Regions from separate parts of the Mus musculus genome. Here region 2 is linked to region 1. A link is a contact called in public Hi-C data. All regions are on one chromosome and are shown on one strand. The core of a region is the stretch at or near the end of the contact, and the rest is flanking DNA. Distances in the headings are between cores, read along the strand shown. Region 1 overlaps Hsd3b5 (hydroxy-delta-5-steroid dehydrogenase, 3 beta- and steroid delta-isomerase 5). Region 2 holds the start of Hsd3b2 (hydroxy-delta-5-steroid dehydrogenase, 3 beta- and steroid delta-isomerase 2).

Region 1 (2,768 bases), core at 93-2,592:
CAGCTAATGGATGGATCATAGGGCTCCCAATGGAGGAGCTAGAGAAAGTAGCCAAGGAGCTAAAGGGATCTGCAACCCTATAGGTGGAACAACATTATGAGCTAACCAGTACCCCGGAGCTCTTGACTCTAGCTGCATATATATCAAAAGATGGCCTAGTCGGCCATCACTGGAAAGAGAGGCCCATTGGACTTGCAAACTTTATATGCCCCAGTACAGGGGAATACCAGGGCCAAAAAGGGGGAGTGGGTGGGCAGGGGAGTAGGGGTGGGTGGATATGGGGGACTTTTGGTATAGCATTGGAAATGTAAATGAGTTAAATACCTAATAAAAAATGGAAAAAAAAAATAGAACCACAGGGAAAAAGGGAGGAAAGAGAGAGTAGAGAAGGAGGCAGTTTTACTGAGTGAGTTTTACAGACAGAGCTTAAAGAGAAAAGAAGCTAGACACAGGTGAAGACAGAACTACCCAGAGAATGGTAAGCCAGAATATTAAAGACATTGCCAGATTTACTTTGAGGACAAGCAGAGCACAAAGTCAGAGGCAGAGAAAGAAGTTATACTGAGTCAGTCATCTCAGAGAAGAGTTAGACTCAGAACTAGCCAGCCAGACATCAGAAAGAGCTAGGAAATAGTGAGCTCATTCAGTCTCATATCTAAGAGTATGGACACATTCTAGGCACTGGTTAGATGGTAAGGAGGTTATAAGCTTCCAGGGCAAGGTCTGAGTAAGCACATTAAGGCAGTAAGCCCACAGACAAAAATGACACTAGGCAAGTTACAGGTACTTTTAGAATGTCAAGTTCTGCTCAAAATTCAAGCAGAAGTCAGACCCTCTTGAACCAAAGCAGCAATGTCTCTAAATGGTTTTACTGACAGAAATTCTTCCCTCAGTAAGCACATTTGGGTCCAGTACCCTAAAGCAATGTCTTGGAAAAGACTCTGAGGCATTGTGAAGTTTTAAACAATGAAGTCTGGCATCAAGCAGCACAGAGTCCCTTGGAGTTTCCTTTCCCAGATTAATTACTTCATTACATTTGAATTGAGCTTCATTGGGAATTCTTAGAGGAAAAGTGATACAGAGACAAACCTAACAGTGGTTTCTCTCCCACTTGTGAGAAATTCTTCACATTTGAAATGGCATTGCTTACATTAAAAATAGTGTTTACTGTCAACACATCTTTGGCACTCTGCTCTTTTACTCTCCCACCAATCATGTGCTGATATATGCTTGTGACTTTGTAGGAATTCTCTAGCCTGAATCTGGAATCAAAGAATCTCTAGCCTGTACACATCATGGTGAACCACGAATCAGAGAGCAAAGGTAGAACCAGGGCTGAACTGTTGCCTTCAAAGACACCCTACTAGAGCTTCCCAGTGTCATTCCCGGCTTTCAGGTTTGTGGCACTCTAAGAATCAGGGTCCAAAATAAATTGTGGGGCTGCAAAGATGACTAAGTGGTTAAGAGTACTTGGTAGTCTTATAGCAGACCAATGTCCTGTCACCAGCACACAGATGGCAAATCACAAATGTGGGGTGGGGAATCAAGCTCTTATGTTAAAAGAAATATGAGAGTAGAATCTGGAGCCAATTGTACTTGCCATGACTGGAAACATAAATGTAGATAGCTCCAAATGCCACATTCCAACAAGGAAGAAATTTCACAAGATTATTTTCATTTAATAGAACAAGAAAGTTATAAATCAAGGCAATATTAAAATTCATTAGTGAGCTAACCAGAAGGGCAGGTACAGCAAGATGTGCAAACAATTCTACAGACATAAGATACTAGCTGATGAAATTCCTGGCTCTGGGACTGGTAGAAGTTAATATTCTGCTAAGTCAGTAGATTTTAGGAGCTTTGTAGTTATTATCACAAGATGTAGGTTTCCAGTTAATAGCTTATTTATTAACAAGAGATGTTAGTCCGGATACAAGTGGGACAAAGTATGGATGTTACATAATGCTAACTAGCCAAAGATATATAATTAGCCCCTAATCAACTAATTCCACTGGAAAATTCCTAGAGTTGATAAACACTTAAAGCAAATAGCAGGGTAGAAAATTAACACACAAAAATCAGTAGCCTCCTATATTCAAATGAAAAATAGACGAGAAAATTATTCTGGGAAGCAAAACCCTTCCCAATAGCTCTAAATCATATAAAATATCTTAGAGTAACTCTAACCAAGTAAGTAAAAGATTGTATGATTAAAAACCTTAAGACAATGAAGAGAGTTTCAGAATATGGAAAGAGATTCCATGGTCATGGGTCAGTATGACTAAACTAATACCAAGGGCAATCCTAACAAAAGCAATCTGCAGAGTCTATGCACTTCCAACCAAAACTCCAATCCTCATATGAGCACACATACATAGAAAAAACTAAGATACATAAAATATTCCTGAATTTAAAGAATTGCAGGAGGTATCACTATTCCCAATTTTAAGTTGTACTATGGAACTATAGTAATAAAAACAGCATGGTATTGGAAAAAAAGCAAACACAATCAAAGAAATCAAATTGAAGACCTAGACACAATTGACATAGTCGTTGAGATCAGAATCCTAATAAAGAATATAGAAGTACACACTGAAAAATAAGACAGCATCTTTGACATTTGGAACTGATTAAACTGGATGGTTGCATGCAGAAAAATACACATAGATCCACACTTACTACACTGCACACACACACATACACACACACACACACACACACACACACACACACACACAACCTCAGAACTAATAGAGATACACTGAAGT
Region 2 (2,866 bases), core at 91-2,590, 89 kb before region 1:
CTAATTGCTGGAGTGCTCTGAGCAGCTGCACTTGCTCCTTTCGGGTTTCTACCATGTTGCACAGAGATTCCACCTCAGCAGTGAACTGACAGCAGGCACTGGACATGGCAGGCAGATCAAAAACTGCATCTAAAATCCCATAGGGTGGTGGTGGAAAGAACAATAGAAGTGTGGCAACATTTCTCAGTGGAGGATCTGAGGCCATGGCGGTTGTAGCCAGTGTGGGTGGAGCACAATAGCTCTCTGCTCTGTTTCCTCTCCTATGAGAGCAGACTCCTCAGTGGGTTGCAGCTCATTATCAAAATCAATGAGGGAAGGATAAAGGTCTGCCATGCTAGTTTCCTCCATAAGTGGGAGCAAGAAAAAGTCCATAACATCAGCCACAAAGTGGGCAAGATTCCTTCTCTTAAAGGGGACAAAGGAGGTACATAAGTCACTAGAGTAGCAGAAGGAGGACAGGGAATGGTTTCTTTGAGAAACTGCACTTCCAGCACTCTCTCTTGGGAGAAGCATGAGCAAATGTCTCAGACAAAATCTAAAAATTTCTTTAAATCCTTTTTCTGAACCCTAGTTCCTCACTTTTTGAGTGACTCCTTGAGCCCTGACATAAAAAGTGACTACTTAGAAAATGCTTGTCCCATGTCCTACTGTATTTCTCCTAAGATCTGCACCACATTATGCTCTCTTTCCAGACTGTCTCACAGTAGGTTGGACCGTAGCATTGAGCTGAAGCGAAATATCTCTCTGGTGCTTCTCAAGAAGAGCATGTTGGCCAACCTTCCAATAATGAGCAGCATTCTCTTCCTCAGTGATCCCTGGGAAGCCCCACATTCTGGGCACCAGTTTATCCCAACCTGCAGCAAGGTGAACAAGGACTAGAGAACAAACTGGAAGAAAAATGGGGAACAAGAAAGAACAGACAACAAGTGAAGTCTGATCAAGATGACAAATGTTCTTTTTCCCAGGCAAGTTTTATACCCAATAGAAGCAGGATATGGGGAGGAGGAGGATGCAGAATCGCTTTGTCTCTGGGTGAATGCACCTGTTTCCAATAGCAGGATATTGGCTAGGTAAAAAGTTCAGCAGGAGGACCAGAACAGAGAGAGTTGCTTGGTACCTGTCCACAAGATCTATAGATATTTGCTCTTAACTTGGGGTAGTATTTTCCCACAGAAACCTCAACTAAGGTAGTACTTTTCCACTAAGGCCAAGAATTTCTAAGTAAGCACTTATGGCTGACAAGGAATTTAATATTCAAACCGGGTACTTCACAAAATAAATGAGTGATGTTTCATAGCACATAGCTAGTTCCAAACAATCCTGCAGCACACTCTGCTCTCTGTGTCCTAATCAAGAAGGGAGCTCTCAATTGTGCCTGCCTTCAGGATCTCCAACTCTTGGAAACAAAATGTAAGTCCAATTAAATGCCTTCTTTTATAAGTTGCTTAATTGTAGGTTTTTGTATTGGCAGTACAGAGTAAAGAATACAGTGCCTGGTAGGGAGGTTTTCACTTATTTAGGTGAGCTTCCTGCTGGTTACTCCCACAGTAGGTAGATTTCTAACTAGAAATCATAAAACACAAAGTGAGTAAAGGAGAGAGAGAGAGAGGGAGAGAGAGAGAGAGAGAGAGAGAGAGAGAGAGAGAATCAACAAATAACATCATCAAATTATGGGCTTACACTACTAAGAAGATAAGACTAGAGTAGCCCAAGTAGGAAAGGAAGCAACTGTAACCTCAAATAAGGTTCTTAAATTATCCAGTAGAAATGACTAGGGAGACCCTGCTGGATCATTCCTGCTGGAGCTCCAGGGGTTCATGGTGGGATGCAAACACCCACATAGTCTCACATGTTTAAATATATGGTACCCATTGATGGAAATGCTATGGAAGCATTAGGAGGTGTGGCATTCTTGGAGGAGGTATGTCACTGGAAGTGGACTTTGAAGCTTCCAGCCAATCCTACTGCACACTCTGCTCTTTCCATCCAGATCAAAAATGGAGATCTCAACTGCTCTTGTTTCATGATCTACAATCCTTGAAAACAAAACGTAAGTCCAATTAAATGCTTTCTTTTATAAGTTGCTTTGGCTGTGATGTTTTGTATCAGCAATACAAAGTAAAGAATAAACTGCCTGGTAGGGAGGTTTCTGATTATTTAGGTGAACTTCCTGCTGGTTATTCCCACAATAGGTTGATTTCCACCATGAGAGAAGCAATAGTAACTTCTCTTGGCAATGGTTGTTCTAGCTGGTCTCAAGGACAAAATGTTTTGTATAGCTTTAACTCTTCTCTATGCCTTGTCTACATTTCACAAGGGTAAAGGAGGGGTAGTCTCTCTTAGGAAAGCATTTTAAAGGACATTGGAGATAAACATGCTTGAGTCTAAAGTCAAAGGACAGGGCTGAATCTCAGATTTGGATATCAATATGTGTAAACAGTGCATGTCAATTTACCACCAGAAGCAGCAATAAGATATGACTTCTGCTTATACATCCTTCTCAACCTCTTACTCACTATATGAGGGTGCTCACTTCAACACGTCCATGTCATATCATAGGAAAGGGCACTGCCCTTATAAATGTGTTAAGTGTCATTTATCACATTTTTGTGTGAGGGATACATCATACATTGCATCTATACCCACATTGTCTGAGTAGGCAGGCAGCTCCTGCTGAGAGAACAGAAATTACTAGTCGGCCATCACTGCAAAGAGAGGCCCACTGGACTTGCAAACTTTATATGCCCCAGTACAGGGGAACACCAGGGCCAAAAAGGGGGAGTGGGTGGGTAGGGGATTGGGGGGTGGGTATGGGGGACCTTTGGGATAGCATTGAAAATGTAAACAAGGAAAATACCTAATAAAA

The links. A called contact is a pair of places that touch in the nucleus more often than the background predicts.
Region 2: a contact with region 1 is called in a Hi-C map of liver, with 1.8 times the contacts expected there. The contact joins the promoter of Hsd3b2 here to the enhancer-like site in region 1. A contact is called at or near these places in 2 of 484 Hi-C or Micro-C datasets (liver and nephron progenitors), 1 of 115 datasets of contacts at active chromatin or transcription factors (embryonic stem cells) and 3 of 9 other capture datasets (adipose tissue, embryonic stem cells and liver).

The regions. Positions count from the first base shown.
Region 1 is chr3:98,634,400-98,637,167 of GRCm38.p6, reverse strand. The region is part of intron 1 of Hsd3b5 (hydroxy-delta-5-steroid dehydrogenase, 3 beta- and steroid delta-isomerase 5); the gene reads left to right. Among named protein-coding and RNA genes, the nearest start is that of Hsd3b5, 9.8 kb to the left of the region's middle. Within about 2 kb of position 1,342, at least 3 of the 459 cell types and tissues checked have an H3K27ac peak or open chromatin away from gene starts, as enhancers often do. A contact at or near this core is called in liver, where this site is marked.
Region 2 is chr3:98,723,017-98,725,882 of GRCm38.p6, reverse strand. Hsd3b2 (hydroxy-delta-5-steroid dehydrogenase, 3 beta- and steroid delta-isomerase 2) reads left to right here and starts at 1,340. Exons shown (of 6, transcript NM_001359741.1): 1 at 1,340-1,410; 2 at 1,991-2,050.